2 separate regions of the Rattus norvegicus genome follow, and region 1 is linked to region 2. A link is a contact called in public Hi-C data. All regions are on one chromosome and are shown on one strand. The core of a region is the stretch at or near the end of the contact, and the rest is flanking DNA. Distances in the headings are between cores, read along the strand shown. Region 1 overlaps Adam11 (ADAM metallopeptidase domain 11). Region 2 has its middle 17 kb from the start of Gpatch8.

The links. Hi-C and Micro-C count contacts between places; a contact is called where the count stands out from the background.
Region 1: a Hi-C map of Schwann cells shows a contact between it and region 2, with 6 times the contacts expected there. The contact joins two enhancer-like sites. A contact is called at or near these places in 2 of 12 Hi-C or Micro-C datasets (Schwann cells and kidney).

What each region holds. Positions count from the first base shown.
Region 1 is chr10:88,232,259-88,238,700 of GRCr8, forward strand. It overlaps Adam11 (ADAM metallopeptidase domain 11), which reads left to right. Exons shown (of 25, transcript NM_001108300.1): 2 at 275-351; 3 at 509-575; 4 at 1,644-1,729; 5 at 1,812-1,887; 6 at 2,286-2,352; 7 at 2,416-2,483; 8 at 2,852-2,926; 9 at 3,006-3,077; 10 at 3,234-3,400; 11 at 3,765-3,849; 12 at 3,948-4,038; 13 at 4,151-4,202; 14 at 4,587-4,686; 15 at 4,763-4,834; 5 more. Among named protein-coding and RNA genes, the nearest start is that of Adam11, 11 kb to the left of the region's middle. Within about 2 kb of position 5,118, at least 35 of the 93 cell types and tissues checked have an H3K27ac peak or open chromatin away from gene starts, as enhancers often do. A contact at or near this core is called in Schwann cells, where this site is marked.
Region 2 is chr10:88,026,411-88,032,378 of GRCr8, forward strand. It overlaps the pseudogene LOC108352139. Among named protein-coding and RNA genes, the nearest start is that of Gpatch8, 17 kb to the left of the region's middle. Within about 2 kb of position 3,626, at least 12 of the 93 cell types and tissues checked have an H3K27ac peak or open chromatin away from gene starts, as enhancers often do. A contact at or near this core is called in Schwann cells, where this site is marked.

The DNA of each region.
Region 1 (6,442 bases), core at 3,868-6,367, 210 kb after region 2:
GACATGAGGCCATGGGCAGGCTAAGCTGCCCCTCTGTGTCCCTGACCCTCAAGGAGACTAACCCAGAAAGCAGTCAGGGAACAGAGGGTGCCCAAGACCTGGGTGGGGGTGAGTGGGCTGTGGCCAAGATTGAACAGCTGTCCCTGGGAAAGGAGTCTCAGAGGACAAGGACCCAAGAAAGGGGTCCCCTCAGCTTCTGGGCCTTGGCTGTCCCTCCCCAGGGCTCCTCTGGGGTTTCCCACTCTCACTTCCTCTCTGCTCTTCCCCATGCCAGCCTGTTCACCTGGCCCAGGTGAGTTTCGTCATCCCAGCCTTCGACTCAAACTTCACTCTGGACCTGGAGCTAAACCAGTGAGTATGGCCTGGAGCCAGAGGGCAGGCAGTGGGCAGTGGGGCTTGGCTGGCTGGGGGGCACTGGGGGACTTGGATTCTTAGCTGGGGTGGGACCAGGACTTGGCTTCATCGAGCAACAGCCCCTCCCCCACTTCCTGCTATTTTGCTGTTTCAGTCACCTCCTGTCCTCGCAGTATGTGGAACGCCACTTCAGCCGTGAGGGGACAAGGCAACACAGTACTGTGAGTGTCTTACGAAGGGATCAGGAGGGATAGAGGTGCTGTCCAGCGGCCACAGGTGCAAGGGTGGGGCTTTGATCCCCAGAACACTGACAGATCGGAACACAGGACAGAGAGACGATGGTGGAGGGGTCCGGAAGGCCCAGTCCCACCCCTCCCTGCTTCTGAGGTTCCGTGGCCCTGCGGTTAGGAAGGATAGACTGGGTGGTGTGGGACCCTGAGCCCCACCCCCCCCAGCTTCAGACTGAGGTCTGACTCTCCCCTCCCCCACTTACATGTCGGTATAACAGGGTCTTTATTGTGTCACCTTAGCTTTGGAAGGGATAGCCACCCCTCCCTTGTTTGGGGAGAGCTGGGGACCACACTCAGGGTTTCGTACATCCTAAGCGAGAGCTCCACCCCAAGCAGCAGCTCCAGACTAAAATGCCTCCTCTTGTTCTGGGAGTCCCAGATGCCTGCCACACTAGGGTCCCAGTCCCGGAGGCCCTGGAGCCTGAACAGAGATGAATGAGTGTCTATAAATAGCTTGCTCCCCCCACCCCCCAAGCCTGTTCTGTAACTGGAGCACAAGTAATTCTGCAGGAAGCGGGGTTGGGAGAGGCGGGTGCTGCTGGTCCTCTCTGACCTATGAGCAGGTCAGGAGAACCCATGTACGGTTGCTCAGCTGCAGACCACATGTGCCTGTGAACTTGTGCGTGAGGGTTGGGGGCGGGGGTGCGTCTACAGCAGGTCCCGGTTAAATGACACACTGTAGGTGGCGTGTGCGGAGCGGGGCCTGGGGTATGGCAGGTTCTATGTAAGAGCCAGCTGTTGGTCTCAAAGGAGTCTAGGATCTCTTACCAGCCTCAACAGATAGCCAGGGGCTGCTGCTGTGGCCTAGTGTCCTCATTTTATGGGGTAGAGGAAGCTGGCCCAGAAAGTGTTGGGAGCTTGCTCATGGGTGACAGAAAGCATTAGGAGCTCCCCCAGCTTAGAGCCCCTGGTGTTCCTGAGACTGCAGTCCTCCCTGTACTGTCTCCCTGCCTCCATGTTGGGGCAGGCTGTCCTATTCACAGCTTTCCCACTCCACAGGGGGCTGGAGACCACTGTTACTACCACGGGAAACTCCGTGACAACCCACACTCCTTTGCTGCACTCTCTACCTGCCAGGGGCTGCAGTGAGTATGGGGGGCACTAGGCAGCACTGGGGGGGGCCTGTGCCTGGTCCAGGATGGTGGAGAACTGCGCCTCTCTCTACAGTGGGGTCTTCTCTGATGGCAACCTGACTTACATCGTAGAGCCTAAGGAGATGGCTGGGCCTTGGGGACCCCCACAGGTAAACAAGGCCTGCAGGGCCTTCCTGCCCCCCTTTTGATGGCCATGCTGTGACTTCCCCTGACAGCTTGTGGTGCCTCCTCCCCTCCAGTAACCTCAGCCTCACTGCCCTGGATGACCCCAGCTCTGGTTCCTGCCTTCTGTGCCCCCATCTCCGATGTCCCCTCTGTCCCCCAAGTGACCTCTCACTGGGCTCCAGTGTCCTTTGCCCCTGTCTCTCAGGGCGCCCCCAGGTCTTGACCCTGGAATCTGAGCATCTGGGAGATCAGATCCGACATGGGAGCTCTGGCCAGTTCTGGGTCACCCCGGGGTGGGGTGGGGGAAGGGCAGGAGCTGCCCCCAATCTGGGCTCAGAGCAGATCTGCTTGGCTCCCCAAGAACTAAATCCCCTCGTTGCAGGGACCCCTTCCCCACCTCATTTACCGGACCCCTCTCCTCCCAGCCCCCTTTGGATGCAGGGAACCAGGTAAGAGAGGGGAAGGGGGCGGGGCTGGACAGCTAGGCCCCTCTCACCTCCCGCTCTCCACAGGCTGCCTGTTTGCAGTCCCTGCCCAGTCTGCTGCCCCCAGCCGGCCCAAGCTAAGAAGGAAAAGGCAGGTACGGGGCCCGCACAGCCTCGGGCTGCAAGACCTTAGAGAATGGTCCAGGGCAGGACATCCCCACCTATGGCTGGGCAAACGAGCTCTCAGCGCTGAGGCCAGGGGCCAGGGAACTATTTCCAGAAAGGGCCCCTCAACTCCTCCCTAATACCGGCGTCTACCCGGGTCCCCATTTGGGGGGCCTCAGATACTGCATGCCCTCTGCTCTCATTTCCAGGCTGGGAGGGATGGCATTTTCTGCCAGTTGAGGGCTGGCACCATCCCTGACTGGAGACCAGGATGCCCCCTCCCCACAAGTCTGCCCATGGTTTGCCCATGAGTCCAGACATGGAAGGGACTGATTCCAAGTGCCCACCCACCCTCCAGGTCCGCAGGGGCCACCCCACGGTGCACAGCGAGACCAAGTATGTGGAGTTGATTGTGATCAACGACCACCAGCTGGTAAGTCCCCGGGGTAAGGGGGACCCTGGGAGGAGGGGGTCCCAGGGAGCTTTGCCTTCTTACCCCACCTCTCTCACAGTTTGAGCAGATGCGGCAGTCTGTGGTCCTCACCAGCAACTTTGCAAAATCTGTTGTGAACCTGGCAGACGTGGTGAGCAGCACCCCTACTCCCCTCTCCCCTTCCTTCTCACCCCCACCATACATCCAGGCATCCATAGGTCATTGTCAGTCGCTGACCTCCCACTCCTTGAAAACATAGATTGCAGCCTCCCTCCAACCCCCTCCCCCATCTTCTCTCTGGGCCCAGATATACAAGGAACAGCTCAACACAAGAATTGTGCTGGTTGCCATGGAGACGTGGGCAGATGGGGACAAGATCCAGGTGCAGGATGACCTACTGGAGACCCTGGCCCGGCTTATGGTCTACCGGCGGGAAGGTCTGCCTGAGCCCAGTGATGCCACCCACCTCTTCTCGTGAGTTCCCGCACCGTGTACCCTGCCGGCTTTTGCTGGCTGCTAGTTCTTACCGCCTGTGCCAGGCCCTCTTTTCGGGGCCTGCAGGTGGCGCTCACCTTGCACCTGACACCTGCTTCCAGCCACGTGCACCGGCTGGGCATCCTCTGCGCGTTGGGCTGTGCAGGGGACGTGCTCTTTGACTTCCCATCACCCCTTCCTCAGTGGTGAAGTACTCTAGTGATGGGCAAACCCAATTAAAAGCCCCGAAAACCTCATTATGGCTTAAGGGTGAATGAACCCAGATAGGGGTCGGGGACGCCTGAGGCCACCAGGCTGAGTGAAGGTTCCTGTGACGTCATCCTGACCGCTCTCTCCCTTCTAGGGGTCGGACCTTCCAGAGCACCAGCAGCGGGGCGGCCTACGTAGGCGGTATCTGTTCACTGTCCAGGGGTGGAGGTGTAAACGAGGTGAGTGCACAGGGTCCCAGCAGAGACAAAGGCTTGCTAAGACACGGTGGCTGTTGGGAGCATGTAGACAGCCTGCGCCCCATCTTCCCCATCCCTAGTATGGCAACATGGGAGCCATGGCAGTGACCCTGGCCCAGACGCTAGGGCAGAACTTGGGCATGATGTGGAACAAACACCGGAGCTCAGCAGGTACTAACCCTGAAACCCACAGCCCTCCCAGACCCACACAGCACCTCAAGAAATGAAGGGACCGGTGGCGGTGTTCCTCCATCCCGTCTCACGGCGTTCTTTAATCTCTTAGGGGACTGCAAGTGTCCAGACATCTGGCTGGGCTGCATCATGGAGGACACAGGGTGAGTTCTTGGAGACAGACTTTGGGAAGGGTTTGGGGTAAGAAGAGGCCGTCAGGGACCACTCAGGATAACCAAGAATAAAGGTTATCTGTAAATAGTTCAGGGACGCTGGGATACCAAAAACTGCCAGACTGCAGCGCGCTCTCTGGCCACTGGGAGGCACTTGAGCCTCGTGCGAGGCGCCGTCCCTCCCAGGCTTTGCAACACTGGGCTCTTTGTCCCGAGTTTTAGTGGAGCGAACGCAAGCAACGTCCTCCACCCATTCCTGGATGGGAGTCTGGGATTGACTGTCGTGCAATCACAGGGCAGTCTCATTGTAGTAGTAACCAAGTCTCCCGTGGGAGGGCTGTCCCCAGCAACACAGTGCCCCTCACGCCCGTCCAGGTTCTATTTGCCCCGCAAGTTCTCGCGCTGCAGCATCGACGAATACAACCAGTTTCTGCAGGAGGGAGGCGGGAGTTGCCTGTTCAACAAGCCCCTCAAGGTACCAGCGTGGAGAACGGGGAAGCAGGAGTGGGCAGGGTCCCAGCCAGGCTCCTGACATCCCCCTCTCCCTCCAGCTCCTGGACCCTCCCGAGTGCGGGAACGGCTTCGTGGAGGCCGGGGAGGAGTGCGACTGCGGGTCGGTGCAGGTGAGCGGTCCGGTGCCCAGGACTCGCGCGTGGCCTCCAGGAAGGGAGAGTACAGAGTGGGAAGAGGCTAGCCCGGCTCTCCACTTTTCCCTGCCACCCTCAGGAATGCAGCCGAGCCGGGGGCAACTGCTGCAAGAAATGCACCCTGACGCACGACGCCATGTGCAGCGACGGGCTCTGCTGTCGCCGCTGCAAGGTGAGGACCAAGCCAGCAGGCGACTGGGGACAGGGCGGGGTGGAGAGGGAAAGAAGCAAAGAAACGATTGGACGCCCTGAACAAGAGGCGGGAATGAGGAGGAGCTGAGTATGTGTGGGCGGGCCTTGTCCGGAAGAAAGCGCCAATGAGGGAGGAGTTAAGAGCTGCGGGGCCGGAGGTGGGGTGGGGTGGGATGGGATAGGGGGGAGTCACCCTCACTGTTGAGAGTGGAGAGGGGCGGAAAATGAGAAACAGGCCTAGGGACCCACGTTCCAGGACAGTAACCCTGGAAGGGCAGTGGCGAGATGTTTATCCTCTCAGAAATACGTGCATGTTTTTCCTAGTATGAGCCACGAGGTGTCTCCTGCCGAGAAGCGGTGAACGAGTGTGACATCGCGGAGACCTGCACTGGCGACTCAAGTCAGGTCTGCCAAACCAGCTGTCCTGTGGACGCTCAAAGCAAGACAGCCTCCTCCCTCATACGTTTGGCTCTGAAGAGTTGGCTACTCTGTTTCCTCTCTGCTTTGCAGCAGGTCACAGCGCCTGCCGCCGCTAGCCAGCCCCAGTTTTGTTTGTTTGTTTGCTCTTCCCTCTGAGAAAGGGGTCCTTCGAGTCTCCTAGCTCCATTCCTTCAATCATTAAATAAGCATTTGTAGTGAGGCTGGTACTCCCACCGCCTGGCACCAGTGTCTAGTGTATTCTAGGGATCAGGTGGATCGTAGTATCGGTTAACTAGATCTTAGGCTCTTAGGCTTCCAGGGTATTGTATGCCAGAAACTGCCGAAGCCCGGAAAAGCCTATGAGACTTACCAGTCAAACAGGCCCCTGTCCTTCATGCGGTTGAGCCCTGTAACACGAGGCCTCTTTGGTACCCTGCATTCTTCCCCGGTACCTCAGCTCAGCTCTGGGCCGCCCTGCTCAGCCAGCCCCTCTCTCTACAGTGTCCCCCTAACCTTCACAAGCTGGATGGTTACTACTGTGATCACGAGCAGGTATGAGGGATGAGGGTGCGGTCCTCCCGTCCGAAATCAGTGCAGTCCTATCTCCACCAGGATCCCTCAGTGTCTTCATGCTTCGTCTTCTATGGGTCACAGGGTCGATGCTATGGAGGCCGCTGTAAAACCCGGGACCGGCAGTGCCAAGCCCTATGGGGCCATGGTGAGTCCAGCTGGGTATAGGGAACAGACTCAGAGTTAGGCTGGGGTAACTTCTGGTTGAGCATGCAACCAGTGTGGCGTCTGAGGACCTTGGCATCAAGCCCAAGGATGATTAGGTCTGAGTTTTGGAGGTGCAGGTCTGAGATCCTAGAAGGATTCTGGGGTCTGTGGGGGTGATGCTTCATCCATCTCTCTCTCTCTCTCTCTCTCTCTCTCTCTCTCTCTCTCTCTCTCTCTGTCTGTCTAGTGGCTGCG
Region 2 (5,968 bases), core at 2,376-4,875:
GTATACACACACACACACACACACACACACACACACACACACACACACATATATATATATATAAAATCTTAAAAATATGTTTAAAATAAGTTTTCCCATACACTGGATGTAAGACAATTCAATTTTCTGGTCAGGAAAGCTCCGCGGGGGACAGGGAAGGGCTAAAACCAGAGGCGGTTCTTAGCTTCCGTGTGGGCTAGCAAGGGAGGCAGAGTACTCGTCAGGTGGATAAGATGAGGAGAGAGGAGCTTCTGTTTCCTTTCGTTAACTGTTCATTTATTCTGAGACAGGGTCTCCCTGTGTAACTCTGGCTGCCCTGGAAGTTGTTAGTATAGACCAGGTTGACCTTGAACTCACAGAGATCCATTCCTCTCTGTTGTCTAGGACTATCCTCCAAGCCAAACTACTAATCGTGACTCTTGTGAGTTCAAAAATGCCAGGACTATGCTATTCCCCAAAGATATCGTTCCTCTGCCTTCTCTGGCTCTTCTCTTCTTCCTGCCCTATCTACCACCCTGTCCCCTGAGCCTTCTGAAAGCAGCCCTGATTGGTTTTTTGTTTGTTTGTTGTTTGTTTTGAACAGGGTTTCTTATATTCCAAGCAGGCTTGAGTTCACTGGGTAGATGAAGATGGCCTTGAATTTCTGATCCTTCTCATGCTGGGATTACAGGTGTGGCCTCCACACCTCAGTCTATGCAGGCCTAGGGGTCAGGCCTAGGGCCTATGTGTGCCTAATTGAACTGCATCCTCAACCCAGTTCCAATTACAGAAAGAGGGGCGGGCAGCATGGCTCAAATGGTAAAGGTACTTGGTCACCAAGCCTGATGAGCTGAGTTTAATCCCTGGAAAACCCACATGGTGGAAGGAGAGAGCTGACTCTTACAAATTGTCCTTTGACCTTCCATGGATACAAGCACACACCAACACACACACATACACACACACACACACACACACACACACACACACACACACACACCAATGTAATAAAAAAAAAAAAAAAAAACTTAAAAAAAAACCAAACCCAGTGGTTTGAAAATCAGAACCAGAAGTAAAAAGTTTAGATTCATGAACAACCACTTTACCTCAGGTAAGAGTGAGTGGTATTGAATACATGTAGCTGTGAGTTTCGGCTACGCCTCTTTGACTCCTGGTGGATCACAAGCCCCGCCCAGGAACTACTTTTGGATCCTTGAATGAAAAACACACGGGAATTGGTTTTTCCTGAAAATGCATTGACTCTCTTGAAGACTGGGTACCCCTAAGCCTTTCCCTGCAGGTCCCCGGGCCCAGTCAGGGAAGTGGCCAGTGGCCCCTTACCCGAGATCTCACGTGTCTAGTTGGCTTTAGCTCCTGCAGCTTCTGCATCCCTTCCCTCTTCCCAGAGTCATGGTGATTCTCCCCACTCCACTCTTCATCCTACCCTCACCCTAGGAACTCTAAGTGTCCGCCCCTTGCCCAGCCATTTGCCTTTGGTGTCTTTATTTTTTATTTTATTTTTTTAAGAACCATCTTTTATTGGGGGAGGGGTCACCAATCCTTCTTGGCCGCCGCCTTCCGCATGGCTGCCAGCACGTTGCTCAGCTCCTCCCTCTTTCTCTTGGCGCGGATGTACGCGCCCACCCTCTTCTTGATAAACTTGAGTGCTCGCTTGTCCTTGGACACCTTGAGCAGCTCCATGGCGCGCCGCTCGTAGGGCGCGAAGCCGCACACCTCCCGGATCATATCTTGCACGAACTTGGTGTGCTTAGTGAGGCGCCTGCGGCGGCGGCTGTGTCTCGGCTTGCTGATGTTTTTTCGTCACTTGGTGGCCTTTGTTGAGGCCCACGGCCATGGGGTAGCGCAGGGCCATGGCTGCAGCTTTCCGATGGCGGCCGGACAGGAAGCTGGTGTCTTTATTGGTCGATCAGAAACCAATCGAGGACAAAGAATTTCAGCATCTGGGGCTGGAGAGATGGCTCAGTGGTTAAGAGCACTGACTGCTCTTCCAGAGGTCATGAGTTCAAATCCCAGCAACCACATGGTGGCTCACAACCATCTGTAAAGAGATCCGATGCCCTCTTCTGGTGTGTCTGAAGACAGTGACAGTGTATTCGTCATATATAAAATGAATAAATAAAATCTTTTAAAAAAAAAGAATTTCAGCATCTGGACACGCAGTTTTCTGATTGAGTCAAAGCATTAGAACCAATCTCCAACAAATATATATGTGTATGTGTGTGCATGTATGCATGGGTATACATGTGTATGTATGTATTTATACATACACACACAATGTGTGTGTAGATAAGGCACACATGTGGAGGTCAGAGGACAACCTGCAGGAGGTAGTCTTCACAGCTGTCTTGAGAGTTCCTTCCAACGTGCATGTGAGGGTCAAACTCAGGTCCTTACGTTTAGCATCGGGGCCCCTTTACTCACCGAGGCATCTCTCAGGGCCTTTGAATTATTATTATTATTATTATTATTTTTTTGGTTCTTTTTTTTGGAGCTGGGGACCAAACCCAGGGCCTTGCGCTTCCTAGGCAAGCGCTCTACCACTGAGCTAAATCCCCAGCCCCTGAATTTATTTTTAAAACCTTTAGAAGTTTTACTTATCGCCGTGCCACATGCATGTATGATGCACGGGTTTGCATGCTGGCACCCACACACCACAGCACACATGTGGCACCCACACAACATAGCACACATGTGGAGGTTGGGCTCAGGAGTCTTTTCTCTCTCTTTGTCTTGAGATCCGGGGAGCAAACTCAGGCCTTTAGGCTTCTGAAGCTCAGATTATTCTGACTCTTCTAGTCCTGTGACTTTGGGCAGGTGACCTGGATATGTACCTCAGTCTCCTGGGTTGTAAAACAGCAGAGAGTATCTGGCCGTATTGTATGTCAGGTTTCAGTTCCATTGCTAATTGTGTTTGATCTACTGCCCTAGAACTCCGAGGGGCGATGAGGGAAAGTGCATGTCATACAGCACACGTTACAAACACCGACTGTGAGTAATTAAAAAATTAACCATCTGCTGAACATATTTCACGCGTTTCTCATTTTTAAAATCATATATTTACTTTTATTTTATACACATTGGTGTTTTGCTTGCATGTATTTCTGTGTGAGGATGTTACAGACAGTTGTGAGCTGCCCTGTGAGTGCTAGGAATTGAACCCAGGTTCATCTGGAAGAACAGACTCTTAACCCCTGAGCAATCTCTCCAGCCCCGGGTGGCTTAGCCCCAGGTTGTCCCCAGGTTGCTCATTCTGTGTGTGTATCTTTCTCTCCCTCCCTCCTAACTTCCCTCCCTCCCTCCCTCCCTCCCTCCCTCCCTCCCTCCCTCCCACTCTTCCCCTCCCCCTCCCCCCTCTCTTTCTCGATCTCATTCCCAATGTAGCCTCCTGCCTCTGCCTCTCAAATACGGGGTTGTACCAGTGTACACCGCCACGCCCCGCTGTTATTTAACGCACTTTTATTAAAAGATTCCACGTGCGTGGTCTCCCAGAGAATGAGGAGTGGGAAGGACCACAAATGGACCTGAATGTACTTCAGTTCACCCACTTCCCAAATCATCCCGCACGGTCACTCGTGCTGGGGCCCACTAGGACCTCAGTCCAGCAGAGGGCGCTGTGACCTCAAAATGCAATTCTCAGCCTGCCCCTTGGCACAGACGTGCGGAGATGGAAGGAGGGAACCCACTGGGGCATTTTGGCTGCACCCCCTTCAGGCCCTTTGTCCCAACCAACTTCTTTCTCCAAGCACTCAGCAAATCTCCTCAGCCACGCTGCTTGCTGCGGTGTGAACATCACCTCCCTTACTCAGTGAAGCGATCGGCTGGAGATTTCAGCCTTCTGTTACTCAGTGAAGTAACAGATCGGCTAGAGATTTCAGCCTCTGGATCTTTTTTTTCTTTTTTTTTCTTTTTTAAAAAACCCTAAGAGCCTCATTTCAGCGGTGAATCATCGGCCTTGTGCTGCTTGCTCTCTTTCTGTTCCAAATTCCAAGGCGGCAACTTCTGTCTTAGCCTTCTGGGCACCCGCAGCCATCTTTATCGCAGCCCAGCTCCTCAAAACAAAATTCATTCACTCTCCAGTCTACTCTTGTTTCAACTGTGCTGGAAGACAAAGAGCCTCTTCTCCCAGTCTTTCATCAAACAGTTCTTTGGGACCAAGATTACTTTCATGCAGAGTTGAAGAGAGTTAACCTTTATTGAGGGCATACGCTGCGCCAAGCACTTGACATTACCCTCTCAATTACTCTGAGAGGTTTCTGGCCCATTTAGTAGGTGACACAGTTAAGGCTAAGGGACATTCTAAGGTCACACAGTATGGAGCCATTTTTTTTTAAATAATAATTTTTGGAGAGGGCAAAAGGTTGGAGAAATGGCTATGCAATTAAGATTACTTGTTGCTAGGGGTTGGGGATTTAGCTCAGTGGTAGAGCGCTTGCCTAGGAAGCGCAAGGTCCTGGGTTCGGTCCCCAGCTTTTGCAAGAGGAGCCAGGTTTGCAAGAGGAGCCAGGTTTGGTCCCCAGACCCCTCATTGTAACTTACATTTGCCCACACTTTCCATTGGGAAAGATTTCACACGCTCTGGCCTCCTTGGGCAACAGGCACACATATGATATACAAACCTAAGGTTTTAAAATTAATTAATCTATTGTGCTGCACTGCATACAGAAGAATGCATAACATGCCCAGGACACTGTTCTGAAGGGTCAGGTTTCTTCTTCCACTGTGTGCACTGGGGACTGAGCTCAGGCAAATGCTATACCAATGAGCTACATCCCCAGCCTTCCAATAACATTTGTTTGTCTGTTTTTTCCAGATATGGTTTCTCTGGGTAGTCCTGGCTATCCTGAAACTCACTCTGCAGGCCAGGCTGGCCTCCAACTCATAGATCCACCTGCCTGTGCCTCCTGAATGCTGGGATCAAAGGTGTGCACCACCACCATGAGAGATTTTTTATTTATGAGCATGTGTGCCAGTTGAGTGCACTGGACTTATAGGCTTTTGTGAGCCGAACTAAGCTTGGGTCCTCTCGAAGATTGGCACCCACTCCTCATTACTGAGCCATCTCTCCAGTCCCCAACAAACTTCTTTGTATTACATTTATTTGTGAGATGGGGGAACACGCACACCATAGAGGATGTGCGGAGGTCAGAGGACAAGTTGCAGGAACCACTTTTCTTCTGCTGTGTGGGTCCCAGGGATGGCGGGCAGGTCATCAGACTTGATGTCAAATCCCTCTGCCCACTGAACCATCTCACCAGCCCACTAACTCTTTTTTGTTTAATACCAAAGTACTTTATGTGTGTGAATTTTTGTCTGTGCACCATGTTTTTGCAGTGCTCACAGAAGCCAGGAGAGGACACTAAATTCTCTGGAACTGGAGTTTTTTGCTTTTTGTTTTTTTTTCCGGAGCTGAGGACCGAACCCAGGGCCTTGTGCTTGCTAGGCAAGTGGTCTACCACTGAACTAAATCCCCAACCTCAGGAACTGGAGTTTTACAAACAGGTGTGAGCCACCATGTGGATACAGGGCTGGATGCTGAGAATGGATCAGCCCGGGTTCTCTGGAAGAACAACCAGAGTGCTCTTAATTGCTTAACAAGCTCTCTAGCCCCCTAACAATGTCACCTCAGCTAACCTGGACTTGCTATTTCGACCAGGTTGGTCTAGAAATCATAGAGATCCTCCTGACCCCGCCTCCTGAGTGCTGGGATCAAAGGTGTGCACCATATGCACAGCCTAACGATAACGAAAGCAATAAAAATATTTTATTTGTTAATTTTAACTGTGAATTTGTGTGTGTCTGCATGTAGGTACACACACACACACACACACACACACACACACACACACAAACACGAGTATAGGTAAATTTGGAGGCCACAGGCATTGGAGTCCCTGGAGCTGGAGTGACATGTTTGTGAGCTGCCATGGTAGTGCAGGGATTCGAACTCAGATACTCTGGAAGAACAGCC